Linked DNA regions of Zea mays: regions 1, 3 and 4 are each linked to region 2. A link is a contact called in public Hi-C data. All regions are on one chromosome and are shown on one strand. Each heading gives the region's core, a stretch centred on a gene start, on an enhancer-like site or on the middle of the called end of the contact. The rest is flanking DNA. Distances are from core to core; before and after follow the strand shown.

Evidence for each region. Hi-C and Micro-C count contacts between places; a contact is called where the count stands out from the background.
Region 1: a contact with region 2 is called in a Hi-C map of ear, with 2.7 times the contacts expected there. The contact joins the promoter of LOC100285526 here to the promoter of LOC100281971 in region 2. A contact is called at or near these places in 2 of 25 Hi-C or Micro-C datasets (ear and leaf).
Region 3: a Hi-C map of tassel shows a contact between it and region 2, with 4 times the contacts expected there. The contact joins the enhancer-like site here to the promoter of LOC100281971 in region 2. A contact is called at or near these places in 2 of 25 Hi-C or Micro-C datasets (ear and tassel).
Region 4: a contact with region 2 is called in a Hi-C map of leaf, with 4 times the contacts expected there. The contact joins the promoter of LOC103641176 here to the promoter of LOC100281971 in region 2. A contact is called at or near these places in 7 of 25 Hi-C or Micro-C datasets (bundle sheath, ear, endosperm and 3 more).

What each region holds. Positions count from the first base shown.
Region 1 is chr10:69,842,503-69,845,542 of Zm-B73-REFERENCE-NAM-5.0, forward strand. It overlaps LOC100285526, which reads left to right and starts at 1,540. Exons shown (of 1, transcript NM_001158417.1): 1 at 1,540-2,794. The coding sequence starts at 1,684. The coding sequence ends at 2,619.
Region 2 is chr10:69,535,370-69,538,516 of Zm-B73-REFERENCE-NAM-5.0, forward strand. LOC100281971 (60S ribosomal protein L7-like) reads left to right here and starts at 1,412. Exons shown (of 6, transcript NM_001154888.2): 1 at 1,412-1,547; 2 at 1,681-1,869; 3 at 2,476-2,573; 4 at 2,649-2,786. The coding sequence starts at 1,681.
Region 3 is chr10:69,800,369-69,803,589 of Zm-B73-REFERENCE-NAM-5.0, forward strand. No RefSeq gene overlaps it. Among protein-coding and RNA genes, the nearest start is that of LOC100285526, 42 kb to the right of the region's middle. Within about 2 kb of position 1,748, at least 12 of the 20 cell types and tissues checked have an H3K27ac peak or open chromatin away from gene starts, as enhancers often do. A contact at or near this core is called in ear and tassel, where this site is marked.
Region 4 is chr10:69,052,166-69,055,024 of Zm-B73-REFERENCE-NAM-5.0, forward strand. It overlaps LOC103641176 (F-box/kelch-repeat protein At1g51550), which reads right to left and starts at 1,605. Exons shown (of 2, transcript XM_008664543.4): 1 at 831-1,605. The coding sequence starts at 1,266.

The DNA of each region.
Region 1 (3,040 bases), core at 290-2,789, 310 kb after region 2:
AAAACTTTCATGGAGTAAAGCTATTTTTATCGATTTTAAACTTATGGGAGTTGTTCCAATGAAGCTCATATAAGCTAGAGTTGTTTGGTGACAAATAATAGATTTTGTTATAAAATGCATCTGTGGTTCTCAAACTAGGCATGGTGTATCACTTGGGTCCTCGGACTCTCAAAACCAGAAAAACGAGTGTTGTAACTTGGCTGGCTCATCTAAAACTAGGTTTGCTCAAACCAGATGACAACATGACGTGACACGTTGGAGCACACTAATGAAAGTTCGGGGGACCCAAGTAATACAACATGCCAAAATTCGGGGACCTAAGTGGCACAACATGGCAAGTTTGAGGACCAAAGTGACTCTAGGGTGGCACGCCACGTCGGCATCTGGTTTAAGCAAACCTAGTTTTGAATGGACTGATCAAGTTACAGTACCTGTTTTCCTGTTTTTTGGAGTTTGAGGACTCAACTGACACAACATGTCAAGTTCGAGGACCGCATATGCATTTTACTCGGAAAATATACTCCCTCTAGGTCCAAATTATAAGTCGTCCTAGACAAAGTTTGAGTCAAACTTGTAAAACTTTGACTACAAATAGGTGTTTCATTATGTAGTTTTGAAACATAATAGTCATATGCACCGATTTATCTTTAAAAGTATTTTCACAAAAGTATAAGTGTATTGAAAGTTCATTTGTATTTTAACAAAAAATTTGGACTAAACTATTTTTGTCGTGTCGTTGTCCTAATCGACTTATAATTTAGACTTTGATGGAGTATTTGCAAGTACTGTAATAATGTAATACTCCAAGGCGGTGACTAAGAAAAATCCATGGATGATCTATACTAAGGGCGTGTTTTGTCGTGGCTTTGCTCCACTACAGAGCAGCTCTACTCCAAAGCTCTAAGTGGAAAAGCTATACTCTAGAGTTTAAATAGCTTTCTCATAATCTGTGACAGTGGTGAGTAAATAACTCCAAACTCCATGTATGGATTTCTTTTTAGAGTTTTCGGAGTAGGAAAAGAGGTACTATAAGGCCCTATTTGAGATAGTTCTAGCTTTAGAAATTTGGTGGAGTTGGTAGAACAGGTCATTAGGTGCTCTAGAAAATCGTGGAGCTATATATAAATCATTTTGTTTATTATTTAGATTAAAAATATTTTTAAAACTATTTAAATTCATATTATAAATTATAATTCCACACTAGAGCTGAAACCTGTAGCCATTCTAAACACTCCTTAAAAATTTATACTACATCTCTCAAAACTCCATAGAGTTTGTAACTGTGGAGTTCAGGTGTTGGAATAGATCTGTCCAGCTCCTCATTAGAGAGTTTTGTTTTGAATCCATACCGAATACACCTTAGTCTTAACTTAGAATAAAGAGTGGTGGTAAACCGGTAGTGGTAGGGGGAAAAAAAGAGAAGCGAGGCATTGACTTTGCACAGCCCAGCAGGCAGCTCGTCGTCTAGCATTTGGTCCTCTCGTTCGCACCTCCGCCATTTCTACCTATAAAACTCACCCTCCACCTGTTTCCCACCTCACAATCCCACAACCCAAGAAGCCACAAGAAAGCAGCAGCAGCACCGCACGGACCTGACCTCCAACTACAAGCGACGATCCAGGCTCCAGAGCCCCACGCAAGGCCGGAAGGAGACAGGCAGCAGCCCGGCAGAGCAGCTAAGCCATGGCGGTGGACCTCATGTCCTGCGGCGGCGGGGCGTACGAGCAACTGGCGTTCCAGGAGGCAGCCGCGGCGGGGCTCCGCAGCCTGGAGTTGCTCGCTTCCTCGCTCTCCCCGTGCGGCGCGGGGCGGGCGGAGTCGCCGCCGCTCGGGCAGATCGCCGACCAGGCGGTGTCCCGGTTCCGGCGCGTCATCAACCTGCTGGACCGCACGGGGCACGCCCGCTTCCGCCGCGCGCCCGCCGTCGCCGCGGTGGAGCCCATAGAGACGGAGACGCCAGCGTCACAGCAGGCGGCGGCGGAGCCGCCTCATCAGGCTCAGAACAAAGCCCTGACGCTGGACTTCGCCAAGTCTGTCCCGCCGGCAGCGAACAAGAAGGCCCCGCGGGCGCCGGCCGTGTCCGCGACTTCGACCTCGTTCCTGTCGTCCGTGACCGCGGGCGGCGAAGGGAGCGTGTCCAAGGGGTGCAGCCTCGCCGCCGTGTCCTCGGGCAAGCCGCCTCTCCCGAAGCGCACGTCGCCGTGCCCCGCCGCTGCTCCGCCGGGGGCGCACCACGCCGAGTCCGGCGCTGGAGGTTGCCACTGCTCGAAGAAGAAGCGCAGCCGGCAGGGCCTGTCCCGGCGCACGGTGCGCCTACCCGCGGCCGCGGCAACGCCGGGGTCGCAGCCGCCCGGCCACGTGCCGGCGTCGTCGGACGTACCCCACGACGAGTACTCGTGGCGCAAGTACGGGCAGAAGCCCATCAAGGGGTCCCCTTACCCGCGCGGCTACTACCGGTGCAGCAGCGCCAAGGGTTGCCCCGCGCGGAAGCACGTGGAGCGCGCCGCCGACGACCCGGCCGTGCTCGTCGTCACCTACGAGGGCGACCACCGCCACGACGGCGACGGCGACGGCGACGGCGGCGTTGGCGCTGGCGCTGCCCGCTCCCGCGCGGCGTGAAGATCGTTTGCTTCCCGCCGTAGCAGTCAGTGTAGCAGCGGTAGTCAAGTCAATCGATACTAGTAGTAGACCTCTTGTTTCATTTGTTCTTCGGATTAGTGGTAGATCGAGCTTTGCTCCTGTAAAAGGAATTAAAGAGCATTTAAACTTAATCTCGCCATGAACTTTCTCCAAATCTACGTATTATTTTATCTTCTATGCATAAGCGTCAATTTCTCGGGGATTATATATATATATAATAATTGTAGGAAATATGATACACACAGATGGAATTTGGGTGGTGATTTGAAGTGGTCGCAGCAGGTTCCTTTGGCTCTCAACTCTCAAGTCAAAGAAACGGACAGGGCATGGGCACGGCATCAATACGCGCTTTAAAGTATCGTGTCGGGTTTGGGTGCATGGGGCCCATGACCACAAAGCC
Region 2 (3,147 bases), core at 162-2,661:
GGGAGCGTCTACGCGACTGCCCAAAACATCTTCAACATGACAAAGGAAGCTGGCCAAGGATCTGGATCATCAGAGCGCATAGGAGGGTATGATCAGTTTATTTACTTACTGTTTTGTGTTCTGGAGATTATATATGTTTCATATATTCATCTATGTTGTTTCATATTTACGAATGATTTTATCTTATCTGTTATGTCTTATTATAATATGATAGATCTGTCTGTTTTAATTTTACAGTCATGCTATTTATGTTTCTATCTGTTTATTTTCATTTGTTCAGTCAGTATACATGTTTATCGTATTTATATGATTTATATAATTCACATGCTCTATGTTCTCTTGATTCATATTGGTATGGATCAATTTAAGATCACGATTTCTATGGTTAATTATTTATTATATGTCATCATCATAATGTTAATTTATAGAATTAAAATAATACGGAAAATGCCTATAATTCTAACAGAAATGTCAACTGCCTTATCCTAAGCCATGCTTGTTATACCTCAGTATTTCCTTAGAGGATTGTGAGTTTGTGACATGAAGGTAGGAGTTGTTCTGAACTCATGAGTGGCTGAAACAGAGCCGTGGCTTGCAACAGAGGCTCACTAAGCTTTGGGGGACAGCTACAGTCAGAAGCTAGTATTTGTGTTTGGAGAAGATGGACAGTGGCAGCGCTGCTACACCCATCGATGATAGATGATCAGAGAGAGAGAACACAGGAGCAGACCAGCAGCAGCAGCACGTACGCAACGAACAGTGGCAGCGCTGCTACACCCATCATTGTGATGTGTTTGGTTCGGTGTCAACGAGGGATGGAACGGGACCAACCCTGGGTGGACTCCGTCCCTTATTTTTTAAGGGATGACCTCATCCACTATTTTTGAAGAATATTCCTTGACTCTGACTCTGAGTCTTTAAACCAAACATGGGTCAAGTTAGAATGATCTCACCCTATCCCTCTTCTTCCTTACTCATCCATTCATCCAAACACTACCAAGTTGACCACCACCTCCTTGGCTCCTTCTTGAGCCTTCTCACCTCTTGCATGAGCTTGTCAATCTTCTTCTTCGTAATATAAAGCCACCACAAGAGGCCCAGCTCGCACAAACTTAATATTGGACTGTTGAGTTGTGAAAGGCCCAGTCAGTTTGGAAATCCGATAATTAACCCATTTCTCCAACAACTAACTGATCAGGCTTAACTTTTTAAAATTGAGAAACCTGGATCAGGCTAACTGAATCTACGCCACCCCCTAATCAAAGGTCCATCTTGCGGCCCGCAGTGGACTTCGATCTGGAACGGGCCCAAACTCGTCATTCCTTTTTATTTTCTTTCATTCCATTTCCTTCTCGCCCCCCTCCCCCCTCACTCCGTCGAATACAACAGCCCGCCAAACCACAGCCGTTCGATCCCCCAACACGAGCGGTTAGAAACCCTAGTCAAAACCCTCGCCCTCCCAAAAACTACTCACGTCTCGCCGCCCCGCCGTATCACCCTTTCTCGGCGGCCGGCCTCTTCTCTTCACGGACTCGCAGGTCATCGAGGTAATCTCGGCTGCGCCAGCATCCCCCTCCCCTCCGGCACCAAAACCATAGCGAGCGCGCGCACGTCCACGTCCACGCGATTCCGTCTCCCTCCGCGCGGATCTGAGCTGCTGCTGTTTGGCTCTCTGCGCAGATGTCGTCGGCGGAGGCGAAGGCCGCGGCGAAGGCGGTCCCGGAGTCTGTGCTGCGCAAGCGCAAGCGGGAGGAGCAGTGGGCAGCGGACAAGAAGGAGAAGGCCCTCGCAGACAGGAAGGAGGCGCTTGACAGCCGCAAGATCATATTTGCTCGCGCCAAGCAGTACGCCCAGGAGTACGACGCCCAGGTGAGCACGATCTGTGCCACCCTCTCCATCTCGCAGCTTATTGCTACTTCCTGCTCTGCCTAGCTGCGACCGCTAGGACGATGTCGCGTACGGGATCGCGTACGTTTGAAATTGGTGCGCGCATAGCAGTGTTAGTTGGAAGTGCGATTTGCTGCACTATTATTGACTGTTGTATCTATCGCCATGTCGATCGTGTCCGTTGATTTCGTGCAAGGAAAAAAGAAATTTAGTTTGCCGTGACTCGAGGAGGCCACTGTCCATGTTGGCAGCATAGCTTTTCCTTTGATGATTAAAAAAAAGGAACAATTGGATCTATACCATTAAAAGATCCAAACTTTAGATATATACCATGGACCCCACATGTCATTGACTCATGTGGACCCACATGTAAGTGAGATAGTAATGGTATGGATCCAAAGTGGTGATCTTTTAATGGTATGGATCCAAATTTCCCTAAAAAAACTATCATTGAGTGTTGCAACACTGGTTCAGTTGGGGAAAAGGATAACATTGGCAATTAGTATTTATTTTAGAATTCGCCCCTCTTTATTAAGATAGGAGTTAAGAGTATCTGTTATTACTTATTATGCATTTGCACTTGTGCAGGAGAAGGAGCTTGTGCAGCTCAAGCGTGAGGCTCGGTTGAAGGGTGGGTTCTATGTGAGCCCAGAGGCCAAGCTTCTGTTTGTGGTCCGCATCCGTGGGTATGGCTCTGTCCCAATGGTTGCTGATTCAGTTGCTATGCTCAAGTGTTGACTGTTGTCAAATGTGCTGTGTAGTATCAATGCCATGCACCCCAAGACCCGCAAGATCTTGCAGCTCCTGCGTTTGAGGCAGATCTTCAATGGTGTCTTTCTCAAGGTTAACAAGGCAACTATTAACATGCTACGGAGGGTGGAGCCATATGTTGCGTATGGGTAAGTTTGTATAAATTTAGCTGCCGTGAGTGCATTTTTGGAGTGTTGGGATGCATTTTAACACAACACTGCTGTGGCTGCCGCTTCATCAGTTTTGAGAATGAAACACTGAAGTACGGCTGTTGAGAAGGGGCTGTAATCAGCAGCTGCACACTCCCTTGTATCAGTTCCCACCTAAGAATGTGATCCTTCCCAAGGGATATCTAAGCACAAAAAATGCCGCATCACTCATAAGATTATCAAGAATTCAGGTTGCTTTTGGGTTCAAAGAATGCAACAGTTAATTTAATTTGTTTAGACTGTTTAGCTCCTTTATTAACTGTACTATAACCTGCATATTGGTGTGATATTTGCAGTAACT
Region 3 (3,221 bases), core at 498-2,997, 270 kb after region 2:
AACAAATTCGGTTCCTCTACCACAAACTCAGCTTCTAATAACGTCGTACGTTGCCATACAAAAAGAAAACATACACCAATAAATAAACATGCACCATTACATAATCATACACCATTACATACACATTAACGCATCGCACTTATCACATCTTAAATACGTCCTAATCGCGTAAATACTTATTAATTCAATTATAGCTATTATTGTGAGTCCTAAATGATGAATTTATGAGTGGGTGCAATAAACACAGTTTTAACTAGTATTAATATATTTTAACATCATCAATGAAATTAAATGATAATTATCGTCTTTAATACTAATAAATAAATTAATACCTTTTATCCTTTTTATTTCTAACTCAATTTATTGAGTATAGTAAAAAATGAATTTACATTAAAAATTCCTATAAATACTAATTGAACTTTTTCCAACACAAGCGAGGTTATTTTGACATAAACTAGTACTCTAACAATTGTAGTGCTAAATTTGTGAACATGCTTATTTGGCTAGTAGAAATCTACTTTCCATCCTACTAGTGATATTTTCTCCTTTCTTTATAAGAAGAAAATGTTAATAAAATAATTAGATAAATCATCTAAAAATCCTATATTATTCATGTGACATGAGTTCTATACCATTTCCTAAATCCATTAAAATGCACCTATAACTATAATTCTCCAAATAGTTTCTAAAGTTCCTTGTGACCAAATTTTAACTACAAAAATTCCTATCTATCTTTTTTATCACCATTTCTCGTCATATTTCTCTAATCCAAAAATCATCGCCACGAATAACATGAAATATAATGGTGTACTAACAATCGCATATCTCTACCAAAAATTCTATAACGCACATACACATAAATTGCGAATCACACGTGTTTATATTACAACAAACAAAATATACAACTCATGAATCGAATCAAAAAGTACTTTTATAAGATACACAAAATAATTTGGGTCGTCTTCAACCTTGGGTTCGTGAGTGCGACAGGGACGACTCAACAGGGTTTTGGCCGGGTGAAGAGCAGGGCTCGACTACGGACGGCGAGTGCGTGGCTCCGGCGACGAACTGCGGGCTCCGTGAACTCCGGCGACGAACGGCAACAAACGACGGCGTCGAGCAGTGTACTGGCGAGCTAGAGAGATGGGGTGAGCTTGGTAGGCAGGAGAAGGGAGAGAGGCTCTGCTGCCTTTTATAGAGAGCAGGAGGGAAGAGGGAGAGTCGGCCAGAGAGAGGGAGGGGTGGCCGGCTGTTCAATGGGCGCCGTCGGACTTCATGGCGCCATTGATGGGTCCGTTTCTTCCTCGACATCAATGGAGTGAGGGAGAGAGTAATAGGGAGGGAGTAACGGACGCGGGACATTCATGGCGCGGCTTGATGGACGTCGTGGCCGGTGCGGCTCGGGTGTTCGGTGCGCGGGCATCGCGGCGCTGTAGTCGGGCTCGGACGTCGCTCAGGTGCAGGGACCGTCGCGGCGTCGGGTCGGCTGGCGCGCGCGCACGGCTTCTGGGCCGCGGGGGTGGGTCAGCCTCGGTTGGCGTGCCTGTCGTCGCAGCCGGTCGGTGCAGGGCGCCATCGGGGCTCACGCGGGGCTCGGGACGCTCGGTCGGGCGGGCGCTGCTCGGCCGGCTCCCTGGCTGCGCGACGGTGCAGGGCTTCGGCGGTTTCAGGCGCGAGCGTGAGAGAGAGAAGAAGGGAGGAGAGAGAATAGGGGAGAGGAAGGAGTTAGCAGGGGGCGGCGGCGGCTTGGGAGAAGCCAGCCATGGGGAGGGTGCGGTGTGAGTAAAATGGGCCCCTAGTTGGGCCTTAGGGTTAGGTTAGTTTAGTTTTTTTTTCTTTTTTTTTCAAATTGCGAAATGAATTTTTAAAGAGCTCGAAATTCATAAAAAATCACCAAAACTATTTATAAATAAAATACTTGTTTTTAGACTAATAACTATTATATTATTTAATTATTATATTAATTACTAGGTTTTTCTTTAAAAAGAATTGATAATAAACATCCGATAATCAATCAAGCGCATACAAAGAAAATGATCAAAATGCAAATAAATAATTAAACACTTAAAAAATTATTATCTTAATTAACATAATAACTAAATTCATTATTTTTAGTTGATGGCTTTTGTGGTGTTACATATCACTAGAGGGTAAAAGATCTCGGCATAGAAATGAGCTCGAGCCCTGTCACCGGTCGGTTCACCGTACCCACTTGCCTGAGTGGATGTTACCATAAAGCTCGCCATTGTTCTCTATAAATGACACGTAGCTGCTTGATTCACCATAGTATCATGACTGTGGCACTCTCTCGGTCGTGCCCATAGACCAGTGAATGCATGAGCTCCACGGTAGGTCTCTGTAAGTCATTCTGCCGTGGTGATAGGATTCGCTCTCATCCAAAATTGGATCAAGTCGCGCCCCATCTCTTTAAATTGAGTGCTTCCCTCGCTCTGCCTCTCTGTTGCGCATCCAGTCCACCCACAAACACCTCCCCTCGTTCACCATAGCTTCAAGTCATCAAATTTCCTCGAGAGCCATCACTAGCGCCGCCGTGAGGAGCCCAACCATGGCCAGCCTTCATCAGGTTAGTTCATACCCATATAATCCTTGTTTTGGCATGCCTTTAGTCTCTGGTTGCTCACTATGTCGATCGGTTGAACACTACCACCGCAGAGCTCCGAGAACACAGCATCGTCGCCCTGGAACGCCGCCGTGGACACCTTGCACGCCGACCCACTCTCCCACGCCTGCTCCATCCAAATTCGTGTGCGTACCACACCTCTGGTGAGCTAGTGATACTCGTCCTACCATCAATTTAAATGCTACTGCATTCTGTTGCTCGGAAGAGACTCGTCGATGCTCTGGCTCCGCCATCGTCGCGGGCAGACAAGGTCTAAGGGCGAGACCGTCGAGTTAGTCTCGGTAACATACTTGGGGAACCTTAGGGAGTGATGTCAGTGTTCTTGCTACCATTGATGGGGGTCATGGGTGGCGAGCCTCGCGGCCGAAGCCAGGTATTCGACTGGAGTCGAGCGCGGGGGCGTGACGTTGTAAAGGAGATTGAAGGGAGGTGTCTAAGTGAAGATGTCAATGGCACATGGAATAGTGCCCGGGACTCTTTTCTGAATGTTCAAACCGTTAAGGGGGTTTACTCTAAATTGCTAGCGTGGGCACGGGAGCGTGCACGTTTCCCTGTTCTCGGGCCGACTCGAACTGAATCC
Region 4 (2,859 bases), core at 355-2,854, 480 kb before region 2:
ACAATCATGATGTAAGTCTTCCTGAAGTTATGTCCGATGTGCTACATTACCAGCACATACCATGGTATGTTACAGTCAGGATACATGAGATATTAGAAGGCTCTCTAAACAACTTGCAAGCCCGTCATAACTAACAAAACCATACAAGCTTCATAATCGATAAAACAAAGTGTTTTAAAATGAAATTATAAGTAAATCTGAGAACTAAGGCTACTCCCAAAGTCCCAACGGGTTTTGACATCCACATTTGTTAGATGCCATGTAGGATGTTTTGCTTATGTGGCAAAGAAATAATTAATAGAGAGAGAATGAAGTTGTAACACTTTGGTGTTATAGCTTTTGCTGGACACCTAACAATCCAGAATTAATTTCGATCATATGGACCCACTTTCACAGACATAACATAGTATTGGATACAGTAACTTGGTATCATACATTGCAGAAGTTTCTTAAGAATTTAATACTCTTCTTATGGTGTGGCAGTTTTGGATATCAAGTAAGATACCATGGATTGGGACTAGCCTAAGCATTCTAGTGTCTTTTGAACAACAACCCTGTTGTTTTCTTAAACAGACATAAACAAAACAAACAAATCAAAGCATGAACCAGACACCTGCAACAGCAACATAAATTCTGCATATAATCTGCAAACTGTAAGCAACTTATCACCCCACCAAGTCTACTGAAGTAGTCGGCCATAGGGATCGAATTTCCCCTCGTGAATCGATTCATAGAGAAGTCAACGCACAAAACAATAATCTTTTTAACCTTAGTGAACCAAATTACTACGTAGCAAGAAGGACGTGGTGAAACAATTTGGTTGTAATTACCTCCCTCGCAGCCGCCGCCGAAGAGCACGAGCCAGCCGGCGACGAGGTTAAGTGAGTGCGACGCGCGGGGCCGCGGTGAGGCGCCCCTGGCGGGGACGCGTCGCGCGGACAGCGCGCCGAGCCTGGCGACCTCGGCGTAGACCCTCCGCCACGGCGCCTGAAGGCCGCCGCCGCGGTCGCGCCGGCGCTCGGCGAGCGCAGCGGTGGCGCGGGAGCCCCAGTCGCGGCAGCACAGCGCCTCCCAGAGCGCGTCCGAGGAGGCCCAGGCCCGGAAAACGCGGCAGGTGGCGGCGAAGGACAGCACGGCCTCGGGCGGGAGCAGACGGAGGACGGACAAGACCTGGTCGTAGCCCAGCTGCACAATAGGCGGCGACGACGACGACGACGCCGTCCCCGCCTCGTCCTCCTCCATGCGCTCACCGCCGCCGCATCCCATCGCCGGCCATGGTTGTTGCCATTTTTGCGCCCTTGCCCTCCCCCTCCCACCTACGGCAACATGCTTGATGCCTTCTTGTTCCTGGTTGACTCCTCTAGGAGGTCGCCACGGCTGCTTTGTTTCTTAGGCGGTTGGATCCTGTGACGAGCGGGTTCGATGCTAGTCTTCCCTACTTGGTTTGGATGCCATGGATGATCCTGGAACGTCAAAAAGGAAGGCGAGTGGAGGGAGCGGCTGATGTGTCGGGGACACTGGAGCCGTGGGAGCTCGAACAAGCAGGCAGCTCAGAGGAGGCGAGTGGCGGGGAGAGTGTGGTAATGCTGCGGGCTTGTGCTTGTGGTGGTGGGTTGGTGGGCTGGTGGCGATGGTCACCTGCGAAAAAAACGTATTTTAAATTTTAAAAATAAAAAACGATTATTTTTAAATGTAACTCGTCGTCTTTGTCAGACCAGGGTTCATCGTCCCGTTTTCAAAATATTTTGCGCTCAACGCCGGAAACGAAATTGTTTTCAAAATTAAATTTCTTTCTGAAAACCTGGTTCATCGTCCAAAAACCGTTATTGTATTTTTCAAAATTAAAATCCTGGTTTTCGTTTTTCTCGCTGAAAACCGCCGTTCTCGATCGGTTTTTGGTTATATCTTGCCGAGAACCGCCGCTTAACGGTCTAGGTTCGGATCCACGGGTCTAGAATAAATTAAATTTATTTTAATACTAAAATATGAATTTTTGAATAAAAATATATTTTGGACTTACCAAAATATCTAGTTTTTTATACATTTTTTTCTAGATTTTTATGATTTTTAAAATTTAAAAAATTTAAACGGAATTCTTGAAATTTGCCACCGGCCGCTGTACGACGAGAACGAGAAAAAATACCGAATTTCGTCGGTTACCGCTCGAGATTTCTAACCATGGTTAGATTGATGCGCACCTGAAGCGGTTTGACATGATATTATTATGGTGGTGGCACGTCAGCAGATTGCTAATGGGTGACATGGTTGTTTCTATCGCTGTCACTTTATGTGACGTTGTAGATGACAACAACGAGTAGTCCTTAGGCGTAAACCTGCAAACACAATTTCTGAACGGTTAGATTATGATCTAACTATAAATACAACCATAAGTTGTTAGGATTTTTTTAATAAATCTACACGAGCTGATGGTGAAAAGGTTTAAATGTTAAATATGACATATGGTTAGATCTTGATCTAACGGACAAAAAGGCTCATTTAGACACTACACCTAAGAACTACTTGCACAATAGTTGTTATCCCGGATATAGACACGTTTTGGTTTTTGTGATCTATTTGTTTATAGACTAACCACGCCACAATTTATCTAGGGTTAGTTGGCTAAATTAAAATTTTAATTTTAGACAAAAAATTAGGCACATTATAGTAAATACCTTGTTCCAAACCTCGATCAAGAGCTAATTTTGCATGGGATGGTAGCAGAGTCGTATAAGTGAAATTACTATCCTTACCTTAAAGGACCCCAACTTTGCCTAGGCTTAGTTGTCAAAGTATTTCTAGCGGCAGGGCCAGCACATAGTACCCATAGAGTGACGTCTAAACTAAGCAGAATTGTGGGGC